Regions from separate parts of the Arachis hypogaea genome. Here all the other regions are linked to region 3. Evidence: chromatin contacts called from public Hi-C data. All regions are on one chromosome and are shown on one strand. The core of a region is the stretch at or near the end of the contact, and the rest is flanking DNA. Distances in the headings are between cores, read along the strand shown. Region 1 holds the start of LOC112741765 (dolichyl-diphosphooligosaccharide--protein glycosyltransferase subunit 4A). Region 2 holds the start of LOC112741774. Region 3 holds the start of LOC140176850.

What was found. A called contact is a pair of places that touch in the nucleus more often than the background predicts.
Region 1: a contact with region 3 is called in a Hi-C map of leaf, with 2.3 times the contacts expected there. The contact joins the promoter of LOC112741765 here to the promoter of LOC140176850 in region 3. A contact is called at or near these places in 2 of 8 Hi-C or Micro-C datasets (leaf and an unstated tissue).
Region 2: a contact with region 3 is called in a Hi-C map of an unstated tissue, with 5 times the contacts expected there. The contact joins the promoter of LOC112741774 here to the promoter of LOC140176850 in region 3. A contact is called at or near these places in 4 of 8 Hi-C or Micro-C datasets (leaf and an unstated tissue).

Annotation. Positions count from the first base shown.
Region 1 is chr2:24,152,735-24,157,044 of arahy.Tifrunner.gnm2.J5K5, forward strand. It overlaps LOC112741765 (dolichyl-diphosphooligosaccharide--protein glycosyltransferase subunit 4A), which reads left to right and starts at 1,539. Exons shown (of 1, transcript XM_025790867.3): 1 at 1,539-1,795. The coding sequence starts at 1,539. The coding sequence ends at 1,652.
Region 2 is chr2:24,226,327-24,231,188 of arahy.Tifrunner.gnm2.J5K5, forward strand. It overlaps LOC112741774, which reads right to left and starts at 2,838. Exons shown (of 2, transcript XM_025790877.3): 1 at 2,341-2,838; 2 at 1-1,927. The coding sequence starts at 1,787. The coding sequence ends at 264.
Region 3 is chr2:24,640,590-24,644,865 of arahy.Tifrunner.gnm2.J5K5, forward strand. LOC140176850 reads right to left here and starts at 1,662. Exons shown (of 1, transcript XM_072208404.1): 1 at 733-1,662. The coding sequence starts at 1,662. The coding sequence ends at 733.

The sequences.
Region 1 (4,310 bases), core at 289-2,788, 490 kb before region 3:
TCTTTTTTTTTGATATAAATCGTAATCTTTTTTAATTAATAATAATAATAATAATAATAATAATAATAATAATAATAATTATTATTATTATTATTATTATTATTATTATTATTATTATTATTATAATAGGAAAAGTTTTTTTTCTTCTTAAAAGAAAGACAAATAAATTATCTCTTCTAATTAAATGATTTTTCCCTCAAATTATATCCAAACACTTCAAAAATTAATACACATATTTTTTAAAAAGTGTTATATTTTTTTCCTTTAAAAAATAAAACATATGAGAGGCTAATGCGATTTAGTCGTCTTAGTGCATGTTTGGGCGCCATTATTTTGTTCAAAAAAATCTTTTTTCAATGAAAAAGGATCTTTTTTTATTTTTTAATGTGTTTGACAAATTTCTAATAGTAAAAGTAAAAGCACTAGTAAAATAAAAAAAAAGATCTTTTTCTAGAAGCTGTAATTTACATCTTTTTTTTAAGAAAAAAAGATGTTTTTCATGTAATAAATAAACAAAAAAATACTTTTATATTATTATACCCAAACATAATTGATAAATAAAAAGACCTTTTTACATGAGATATCCAAACATAAAATTACTTTTACTTCTTTATAAGATCTTTTAAAAAAAAATAACTTAAAAAAAGACCTTTTCTTAAAAGCTCATCCAAACAAGCCCTTATTTCCGTGTTTGGTAATTGGTATTATTGAGTTTTTGGGGTTAACACTTAACAGAAGGTACCAGGGTTTGGCACACACTGACGAAGCACAACACAGTGAGACCGAAGCCATCTGCAGCATCCTAAGGTTACCTCTCATTTTCAACGTCTTCTCTTCTCTGTGACCTTATCCCCAATTTTCGTTTTCAATTAAACTCAGCCTCTTTAGTCTTTGACATTGCCGATTCCGAATCCCAATATTCATTCTGGCTTTATGCTTCTCTATTAAGTTTCAGATCTGGTTTTGTTACTTGTTACCGTTTCTTCCTTTGATTTTATTTTTGATTTCTTTTTTGCTTTTTGGAATTTATTAACGAAGAGCCACAAATTTGTAAGCTGATTTTTTGTTCTTGATTTTTTTTTTGGTTATGGAGTTATGTGTAGTTAGAGAATTAGCGCCAATTTCTTGATTAATTAATCATATGAAACACTAATTAGAATGATTTTTTTCACAAATGTGATTTAGGTTGAAGCCTGAAGATGTGAATGTCATAAACAATATCATTTTATTCTATTGTAATGTTCGTGAGCATTGTAGATTTAAACTGCTAAGCAACAACCTGCTTTCTGATTTTGTTATAATTTAGTGTGATTTGTTAGGTTAGAAGATTCTAATTTCTGAATTCTGATATATCGATGGGGTCCATATGATCATGTTTTAGGAATCAATATTAATTAAATTTTTCCTTAATTCAGTGTTCACTATAAGAGATTCACAGTTCAAATTGTACGTGCTTTCAGTTGGAAAAGAATAAGATATCTATTTTGATGCCCAAAACCATGGTAATGACATGAATTTGTTTTTGCTTCCTGCTACAGATGATTGATGATCAAGATCTGGGTTTCTTTGCCAATTTCCTTGGCATCTTCATCTTTGTATTGGTGATAGCTTACCATTTTGTTATGGCTGATCCAAAGTATGAAGGGAACTAGGGTACTGTGTGGTTGTGATTTTCATGTTGTAGACTTAGCTATTTTTCTAATGGAAGTTAAGTTGATATAGAAATGAACTTCATTTTGAGCATGTGATGTGAGCTTACTGCTATATCTTATCAAAGACTTCATTGACACTACAATTTTTGTTATATATATCTGAGCTTCCAAGGTTTCTGCAAGTAAGAAACTTTCATAAATCATAAAAGAAGATAATGAAACCGTGGTAGATGAATTTGCTAGATTATGTGCTCCACTGCTACTGAATTTGGTGCAATAATGGCTTGAGCAATATAATATTGATAAACAAATTTAGGGTAAAGCTTTCCCCAGTAATTGGCTTTAGCGATATACATAAGTTCTGTTTCCTATTTTACTCAAGTGTTCTTGAAGCCTAATAAGATTTATCCTTTATAGTTTGATAACTGATTTTAAAATTGGAAAAAGTAGTTTAGTTTAGTCTTATGTTAAGTTGGCACCTCATTATGTGATGTTTGTCAAATGCCGTGAATGTTACACTAGAGATTTATATAAGTTTCTTCATTAAGAGTTTTTGATGTTTCGTTTAGTGTTTATTTTTTTTATTTTTTACATTATTTTGGTTTATTTTTTCTCTTTTATTATGAGATCAGAAGTCTTAGAACTTTGTGGCAGTACACATATCACATAATGGAGCTGAATTAATTTTCTTCAATTGGAAAATAGAATGCTTTTATACTATATGCAGTCCACTAGTTATTAGTTAAATAGTAAGGCACATCCTTTAGCTTTGGTATGCCTCCCATAGTCTCACTAAGCATGTTGTTCTGTAGTTAATAAAAATAAAGTGAAACACAGCAGGTCATGTGCAAAGTAATAAAGGGTTTTGGAATATGGAACACAATGGAGTTTCAAATTTTGTTTAGGAGAGGGAAGTGGAGAAGGTGTCTTCTAGTTCTAGAGATAGAAGGGGGATCTTAGTTGAGGGAGTAATTAAAGAGGAGAATAAGATGAGGAAGAAAACATGCAGATGTGTTTGTGGTTGGGCATGGAGGCACAGACTCACCCAGAAATGGGAATAGATCTTCTTAATTTAGTTTTCACTTGACAATATTACGTGTGATATTTTACCATGAATTTTATAGAGATTTTTTATTGAGAGATCAAACTTTACATTGTCAAGTAAAAATTAAATAGAGAGGATCTCTTCCCACTGAAGGTGTCTGCACTATTGTACATTAATTATTCCATATATTTACAATATGATATTATGATATCATTTGATCTTTATAGCCATTCGTTCCTAGAGGATAAGACTCGGTCGTTGTTATCATCATATTATGATATTTATAATTTAAAGTTTAGTATTTTCTTGCAACATTTGCATGTTCTGCACACTATAGCTTTCCTATAGTTATATCAGGAAATTTTGTTCTCAGTATGTTTTGGTTAACAAAAATGCTGCGTACATTTCAAAAATTAGTCACAAAAATATTTGTGTATAAATATATATTTATTTAACTTGTTTTCAATGTGTATTTTGTATTTCAATATGTATTTTATACTTGTTTTGCATGGTTGGTTAGTTAATCTTTGATCTTACAATTGATTTTGTTAAAGTTTGCATGATTTGTGGGATCATAAAATCTTAGTAGTTTTTACCTGAGTCTAGATCTTGTTTGTGTCTCACATCAATCAAATTCCAATAAAGATTCTGTTGGCCTTTAAGGATATCATTGATATCACCTCATCTACTAATTTTTGAGTGTCTTGAGTCATGATGATTCACTGAATGTGCTAGAAAAAGTTAAAGACATGTACCATAAATCATAGAGACTAAGCATCTCAATAATGCATGCATTAGACTGAATTTGAATTATGAAAGGTATGTATCATATATGTATGTGAGTTTTGATTTTGGATGGAATGAAAGAGTTATAATACTTCAAAGGGTTATAATCACATCTTCGATGGAGTAATAATAAATTTTCCAATAAAAATATTGGACAATTTCGAGTTAACACTTTACACCGGCAGCTAACCCTTGCACGGAAAAAAAGTGCTGACAGGCTTAATCTATTTAGTGTTGGTTTGGATTGATTTGTTTAAGTGAAAAACAACAATACCAACAAAGTTTTGTCGCACTAGGTGTAGGTGGGTCAGCTAAATGGATTAAATAATATCATTGAGTTCTATTAAGTATCATGTTTATAGAGAGATCGTTTATATATAGATCTTGTTTGACCACTTCATGGATGGTTTTTCTAGGTTTTTTCTGCCTTTTACCTTTTATCCATCTTCTATTTTATCCACCCTTCTAACTGGTTGTTTTGTCAGTCTTCTTCTTACATGTATAAATTATCTAAGACGTGATACTACCATCTTTTTTACAATAAGTGTTGCTCTAACCCTTTCTCTTATATTTTGGTTTCTTATTTTATCCAATCACGTATGACCACTCATCCATCTCAACATTTTTATCTATGACACATTTGACTTATGTTTGTGCTTTTCTTTGACCTTTCAACACTTTATATTATAAAACATAGTCGGTCTGATAATAGTACTTTTATTAAGAAAAGTAAATTATTTATTTTTTCTAAAAGCTATCAATACCTTATTTAAAAAAAAAAAGTAGAAGCAAAAGACGTTTTTAATACTTGAATACTCTTTTCAAAA
Region 2 (4,862 bases), core at 1,588-4,087, 410 kb before region 3:
CCGGCTCTGTTCGGATTAATAATCGCTTACAATCAAAAGCTTAGAAATGCACCGGAACACAAAAAGAACCAGGGCATTCAGTGAGCTAAAAATTGCTAGTGCTATATGTAAAATGTAAGACGCACATTTTCTATTACAGATAAAACACTGTATGGTACAAAGTTAGAAAAAAACAATCATAAACGCACCATACTAGCATTCCTAATAATAACAATAATAGTATTTTCTTTTTTTTCTTTTCTTTTAAATAGAAGTGCCTATCTTCAAGTTAACATAAGATCATTCCCTCCCAGATGAGGGCGTAGGCAAACCCGGACTTCATGCTCTTCAGGTCCTACCCGATGCTTTGGCACCATGATCTCAAGTGCTGAACCTGGCCCATCATAGTATGCTTCAATGTTGGCATCTTCAGGGATTCTCGTCGAAAGAGGGATCTCACGGACGAACTCACCGGGAGGACAGTGCTCCGATGATGGATCTGTGAGCTTGAATGTCCTGTCATGCCTCTTAATGAACGGTTTTCGCGATGTGCTCAAACAAGAAACCTTTATGATGCCATGAGTCAGAGTGTTCCTCCAAGAAACTTTCACACTTGGAAGATCTACAAAGGGCAAGCTTATGATAATTAAATAGCCTTGATCATCTTCATAGATCGTTTTTGCAGCAGTAACAGGTCCATAGACACTCTTTATCACCCCAGTAAAGTCATTCAACCAGTTTGGCTCGTTTGGGGGGTGCATCTCTATATCTGGAATCCGTTCAGCTGGAGGATTAACAGCCAAGTAGCATTCTTCATCATTTGCATGTGGGAAGAAGTCCTTCCTCTTTTTGCTGCTGACCGGAGATAGGTCCAATCCATCTCCATTACTGTGGTTAGACAAATGAGTTGACAAATTCAGTCCAGATCCATTGAGCAGTTTCTTAGGGTGTGAATTTGGAGCACCCTTGATTGGGGCAGGCGGCCTCTCAAGCTCAAAGTCTGTGTTGGGAAGATTCCTCCATGAACTGAAATCGCTTGCTTCAGGTGGGATTGTGAAGTTCAAATCTCGTCCAGTGAGTTCCATCCATCTCTTCCGATCCTCCTCATCAAGGGCCATCAGATTGGGGGACGGAACAACCTCAATGCCATGAACACACTGAGGGTTAGAAAGCCCTCTATAATGCTTCCTCTGCATCCTGTGAGACCGCACGAAACCCTTGTCAACACTGAACGGGAATGGGCGCTCCCCTTGGCGAGAATGCCCATTCATGAAACTCCTCAGCTGCATTTTACCTAGCGCATTCTCGGGCCTCTCCTTGAACACCCACATGTACATATTCTCCATGTCATGCTGAACCATGAAAACATCAAGCTTGAGATCAGACTTGTCAAACCCTGAAACACCATTGCTATCCCTGACAATCTTGGCCTTAGACTTATCATTCAAAGAGGGCTTAAAGTAAAAACTGAAGAAGAACCAAGCACCCCATATGCTGTCGACTCGCTTAGCACACTTCCTTCCGGCTGCTGCAGCTTTGGGCACATTAAGAAAGCTCTCTGTCTCGTACCCTTGCGTGCCAAGACTGACATCCAAGATATCGCAGGGATCAGAGTTCCATGAGGGTGGGGGTGGGCTGCGCTCGGCGGAGAGGGGCAGGTTGATATCCGGCGGGCGTGAGAGTATGATTTGGCGATTCATCTCCAAATCGAGTTCCTCGTGAGAAGATGCACTTGAGTCCATTGACAAGAGCGTTGAGGGGTGGTGATTCTCCATTGACAAAGAAACGAGACAAGAAGAATCGCCCATGCTACCTCATCATTTCCCTGATGAGTTCTATTGCTGGTGTTGTGTTCATTTTTGCCATTCCCAAAAACAAATTCAACAAAACAACCTCATAAACACCTTCATCATATCAATCCCCACTATATCTCCCCTCCATCAAAACCCTAGATTTATAAAAATTGAATTGACAGAAAATGGAAAAAAAAATCAACAAATCCAACCTATCCAACAAAACAAATAAAAAATTCTGTAATTTTTTCCCTTTCCTTTTCCTTCTTCCTTAAGAATAAATAAATAATTTGAACATATATCTAATAAAATAAACAGAGTGAACACAAATATATCTTCTATACTTATGTATCTCTTCAATCTCAGCGAGAGAGGAAGAGATTTTAGGAAAACGCTATAGGAGAATTAAATTATCTAACCCTAATATTGCACGCATCTCCATAAATCCTCCAAAATCAGGTGAAAAGCACTGAATCAAAACCATCAAATCCATGAAAACTAGAAATTGAAAAGGCGAGCGAGAGAGAAAAGACCGAAGAAGAAGAGAGAGATGGTCAAAAGGGTTTACCTTTTGGGATAAGCATCGGAGAATCGAGAAGAAGAAGAGTAACCTCCGTAGCCGACGATGATGCTCTTCACCATATCATCGACAACCATGTTGTCAACAACCACTCTCTCCCACAATATTTTCCCCTATTTTCTTTCTTTTTTTCTTAATCAGAATAATATTATTTTAATATTTACGTGGGCGGAAAATAAGAACCCTAATTTTCTACTTCTTGGTTAGACTCGTCAAAAGTGAACGAAGAAGGAGAAGAAGAAGAGCAACATAAAATCTACAAAGAGAGAAAAAGAAAAGGGAAGTAGTGAGTGGTGATAAGTGATCAAGTGGAAAAGGAGATGAGACTTGAGCGGAAAGAGAGAGAAGAAAGGGCGTCAGTGAGCGTCTCATTAAAAGGACGGGCTCGCAGGTTAATGCCTGCACTGGATACCACCACTTTTTTGGACCACCGTTTGCTTACGGTGACGGTGTATCCTTAACTCACTACTCATCTTACCTTTATTCAGTGTCTCTCTCTCCTTAAAATTTTATTATTATTCTTTTTCATATTATTTAATTTCTTGTAATTTTTGAAAACACATTTTTAGAATATTATAAAAAGAAATATTTAGAGTTAAACCCCATTTTTATTTTTGGCAAGTTGTAGTGATTTGGTCTCTTATTTTTTAATTGTCACAATTTAATTCTTTAGATTAAAAAAATACATTAATATAGTCTTTTGTGTATTTTCTGTGGCCAAAAACTCAACATAGTTAGTAGCATAGCTCAAGCCTTGTCACTCTAGATATATTAAAACGATGTGGTATATATTTTGCGCTAAAGAAGATACTAAATAACGTCGTTTGAGGGTTTGAATGAATGCTAAAACGTTATACGCCTCCCTTTTAATATTGTTCAAATCCTGAAATGATATTATTTAGTGCTGTTTTAGCGTCAAAATGTGTACAACATCATTTTAATATGTTCAACACAGGAAGACTTAAGTTATCTCACTAGCAGCATTGAAGATGGACTATATTGGTGCACTTTTTTAATTTGGAAGACCAAATTGTAGAAATTAAAAAGTCAGGAACCAAATCGATACAATTCGCCAATCTCAGAGACTAAAGTAAAACTTAACTCAAAATATTTACTAATAATTTTACATTTTTAATATATTAAATACATAAAAGATTGTAAGAAAATTTTATTATTATATATCTAAGAATAATACTATAAGGCTAGCAATATCCAAAATTATTAATTAACAATTATAATATTAAATTATTAAATTAAAAGTGTTGGATTTTTTATTAAAAATATTAAACAAATTAAAGTTATTGGTCTTCGAATTTTTTCTTATTTTTAAAATGTAGTCATAGATAACAAATTAGCTAAGTCCATTACAAAAATAGTTTTTAGAGTGCTATCCGAACACTACTCCTTGATCAGTGGATATAAATGTTTTATTATAAATATGGAATTTATTTTTATTATAATTTGAATTAAGTTGATGATAAACGAAAAATAGATTTTCGTTGTTTGATTACTAATTTTGTGGTATACACAAAATATTTTTGTGTAAAGATGTTTTTTTTTTAAATAAAAAATGTTCCCATAAACAATTAGTTTTGACAATTATACATGAAACAATATCAAATAGAAAAGGACGTGTAATTTGTGTATGTTATGTGGAGCCTATCTTGTATATAAATAATACACATTTCTCTTATTTTATATAATTGTTACATAATTACAAGTAACTTTTGCTTTTTGAATAAAGTTTAATTTTATTATGTTTCTAATAAAAAATATTATATTATAAAAAATTAATTATTAAATTAATCATATATATAAATATATTATTTCACATATTTTTAATTTATTTTATATTTTAATATATATTATATACAAATAGTTAATTTAGTAATTAATTTTAATATACAAATTATATAATTAAAATACATACACATTTTACTAGTCAAACTTATATTTTGTTAATATAATCTTATAAGAAAATAATATTTCATCAGCCAAAAGTATTAATTTCAGCCAATTATTTTTAAGATGATATTTTTATATTTTTATTTATAATTTTTTATTTTGTTATTTTTTACTTTTCAATATTACAATTTCATTTTTGTTATCACTGGTCAATTATTATTATTAGCCACTTTAAATTCTCAATTCTAACTCTAAATATTAAAATTTCAAAAAAATAAAGATTAAAAAAACTTTACATTAAAAAAAAGTTTGTTCATATTAACTAATTACAAATTAATTTTTATTTATTCTTTTGAATAAATATTAATAAAAAATATATAATGCAGTTAGTTTTGATGATTACTTTATTTGATATATGTCCAAAATACTTTTACGAAGAAGAGGCATATATGTTTATTCAAAAGATGAAATTTAAATAACATTAAATGAATAAAAATATAAAAATATTACTTTTGAATTCTTAAATATTACACCTGCAGAAGTCCGATGTTTATTTATTTGAGTGATGTAAATCTTTTATATTTTAAAACTAAAAGATATTTATG
Region 3 (4,276 bases), core at 412-2,911:
GCTCCACTTAACCCTGTCATATGCTTTTTGGAAGTCAAGCTTAATTAGGGCAGCCTCTTTTTTCCTCAGTTTAAGCCAACTGACTGTTTCACACGCAATAAGCGCCCCATCATAGATTTTCCTTCCCTGTACAAACGCACTCTGAGTCTCTCCTACCAATGCTGGCATCACTGACCTCATCCTCCTAACTAGCACCTTTGAGATAACCTTATACACACACCCCACCATACTGATAGGTCGCAAGTCTTTAATCTCCTTCGCACCTATGAATTTAGGTGCCAACGCCACCCAAGTGATATTGGCATCCTTCGGCAACCTGGCCGTCTGGAAAAACCCCATCACTGCAGCTGTGAATTCAGGGCCAATCTCATCCCAACATCGCTTGATGAAGTTCATGTTGTATCCGTCACACCCTGGCGCTTTGGAGGACTCACAGTCCCAGACGGCCTCTCTGATTTCCTCTGGCGAGGGTATCACTTCTAGAGCCATAGCATCCTCCTCACCTATTCGAACCACCAGGCCATCCCTGAACCCCATCATAGGAGAGTCTTCCTGATGGTATAAGTCCTTATAAAACTCTCTGATAGCAACCTTTATTCTAGCCTGATTCCGAACCAACCTACCGTTGATAACCAGATTATCAATCCTATTGTTCCGCCTTCTAGCTGAAGCTATATTGTGGAAGTATCTTGTATTTCTGTCCATATCATTCACGTGTCTAGACCGCGACATCTACTTCCAATGTACTTCTTTCCTCACATACCATCGCTCACAGCACTTAACCAATGCCTTTCTTCTAGCCTCCAATGTTCCATCATATACTCCATTGCTGACCATATCATCAATCCTCTTGATCTCTTCCTCAAACTTTATAATCTTGTTATCCATGTCACCAAAATTTGCCTTATTCCATCTTGTCAGTGGTTCTGTCAGCGCCTTCAATTTATCTATGAATTGTAGCTCTCCCAATCCTCTCCATTCCTCCTTCACCATTCTGCGAAATCCCTCATGTGTAAACCATGAATCAAGGCTCCGGAACAGCCTGGGACCACCTCTCAGCCTCCTACCCTCCACTATTAGCGGGCAATGATCTGACAAACCCCTTGGTCCACCTCTCATGTGTGCCTCTGGGTACTCTTCTAACCACTCCAAGCTAACCAATACTCTATCTATGCGACTGCATGAACATCCTCGAAACCATGTAAACTTCCGATCAGTGAGCGGCAAGTCCACTAAGTTCATGTCCTGTATCCAAAGCTTAAAATCTTCCGCAGACCGTGTCAGCCCAGTAGTGCCTCTTCGTTCCTCTATATGTACTATTTCATTGAAATCTCCCATAAAACAGCACGGAACCTGACATAACCCCGCTATATAACTCAGCTCCTCCCATACCTGAATCTTCTCATCTCTATCATGTGCACCATAGACCAAGACAAACGCACAGTTGAAGCTACTTTTTAAAATAACTCCCTCAACACACAACCACCTCTCTCCCTTATAACAGTTATTTAATCTGAACATCTCCTCATCCCACATTAGCAGTAGTCCACCAGACGCCCCGTCAGACCCTACATATTCCCAACCTGGACTACCTTGTCCCCAAATTCTGGCAACATCAAATCTCGTCACTATCTGCCTTTTAGTTTCGATCAAACCTAACATTTGTAGTCTATGTTTATTCCTTAGGTCCTTTACCATTCTCAACTTTCCATCCCCCCTCAACCCCCTTACATTCCACGACTTGAGGTTTTCAAAATTAATTGGACTTTTTAATGAGCTTAAAAATGGCCTATTAATTAATAAAAATTTTCAAAAAGGTCTAATTGTGAATTTCTTTTTTATTAGATTAGACAAAACTTAGGTTAAGTTAGATTATGGATTATTTACATGTTGTTAATATACTATGATATCTAAGTTAGTAATTTGAAGGTTAAGTAGTCACTAGAGTTTTATCTTACTTGAGGATTAAGTCTAAAAAATAATAATCATGTCTTGTGAAAATCTTGCTTAGGCCGGGATGAGATTCTTGCATTGAGAACTTTGAGATTACTTTTTTTTTTTGTTAAATAGATTAGACAATCTCTTATTTTAAACGTTACAAATTCACCCACACTATACTCACACGTATAATACTTAGAATTTGGATCCTCTAAATTTTGAATTTTTATTTTAAAAAATAAAGTATGATCTCTTACCCTTAACTGATTTCTCTCTCATATTTTTTTTTTGTCCCACTTATAAAATAAATGATTAAAAATCACATTTTACTTTCTAAAATGAAATTCAAAATTTAGAGAATTCAAATCTTAATACTTAAAGATTATTAGGATTTGGATCATTCACTACTTGGTCTAGCCAAATCTCAAACCCGAGTACACTTGCTGCAAGGCATATATGATGACCATTAGACCCATCATTAAACCAAGGCCTTGTGTGCTTGGAGGTAACTTGCTTAACAAGCCAGATCGGCCATGTGTGGATGATATCTTTTTTTTTTTGGACAGGGTGGATCATGTCTGGACCTTAACCAACCTATCCTGCAAGGCTGGTGTGACTGGTTAGATTCTACATGCATGGACCAAAAGTCAGATATTTTTTAATTGAGCCCTTGTTGAACTAGGTGTATGTGAGGCCTCATCTATTAGGCCTACATTACATGTAGCACAGTTCTTTTGGTCTAATTGTTTTTGGAGCACTATCGATGAGTATACAAATGTATTTTAAATTAGTTATTATTTCATGACCCAAAAACATTAGTTATTATTTGAATAAAAATTTTGATCATAAAATTCGCTAATAAAATTAATTTTAAGTTGGCATGATATTTTACCTTTCTTTAATTTTAAAATTACTTCATCAAAAAATTGTATCTAAATGAGATTATTTTACGATATATACATAAGATAAGATGGCACTGGACTAAATTTAATTCCAAAGCCAGATATTTGAATTTGGGAATCTCAATAAAAGGAAAAAAGTGATAAATGTACAGTTGCTATTATTGCTATAGTTATTATTATTTTTTGGTAACATTTGTTATAGTTATTATTATTTTTTTTTTGGTCTGAAAATGTATACTTAATGGAGTAGGGGGCCGTCAAATGTTTCGTTCTACTTTGGGCATACGAGAGTTTTTGTTTTGTGGTAAATGGCTCAAGACGGTGAATTTTTTTCTTGGGTCAAAATGGTTAAAGCCTCATCTATTGGGTTTCCCCCTTATTATTTTCGTGTGGTTATAATTCCATATAACACTATTCTGTGGAGATTGGACCAATCTTAACGAAGGCCCAGTCTAAAACTACGAGAAGAGCGCTAAGCTACACTAAATTTGTAAACCAAGTAACCGTGTCCCAAAAAAAAAAAAAAAGCAGGTTACCAAATTAAATATTGAGAAAGTCTTACGCCAACACTTTTATTAAAATTTAGCCAATATTTAATTATAAAAAAATGTATAATTCTATATTATTAGATATAATTTTGCACCATTAAAAATACTAATAATAACTAATTGATAACTATAAATTACAAAATATACTGACCCTATACTAAGGTTAAATATTAGTTTTTGTATGAATCTTTTTGAAAACAATTGAATGGCAACTTATAAATTTCATATTTTGTTTTGACAGAAAAAAAAGTTTCATATTTTGTGTTAATTTAGTTAGCTTCGGGTATCTCAGAGAGTTTTTCTATTATTAAAAATTATATGTAATTTAAAAATTTATTGTTGGGTAAAGTACTAAATTGATTCCTTATATTTAGGGTAAATTCTATTTTAATCTCTAACGTTTAAAGTATTCTATTTACGTTCAAAATAGTTTTGATTAGTATCAATCAAGTTTTGTCGTTAAGTTAGAGTGAAATTGGTAACGGCATGTCCGACGTGGCCAACCTATACACATGCTCGAGTTAACCATTGGAAGCAAGATAAAAAAAGAGAAAGAAAAGAAATTAGGGTCCAATAAGTAGTAAAACCTAAACCCACAATGTTGTTGTTTATCATCTTCTGAGAATGGCTCTTCTATCGTCTTCTCAAGGTTCGCGTAGCAGCAGCAAGACTTGTAGGAGAAGGAAAACGTATTTTTGTGGGGAGAGACCAGTGTTGCGAACATCCTCTACATCAGAGAATCTTAAAAGAATATTCCGGAGATGCGTCAACTATCAGGTAAGTGTCCTCTTTGCAGTATTTTCTTTCGAAATATATATGATTGCTATTGCATGGAGGTTTTTAATTATTTGGTGTCCTCTTTTTGGTTTTCTGAGAACATATCGGTGA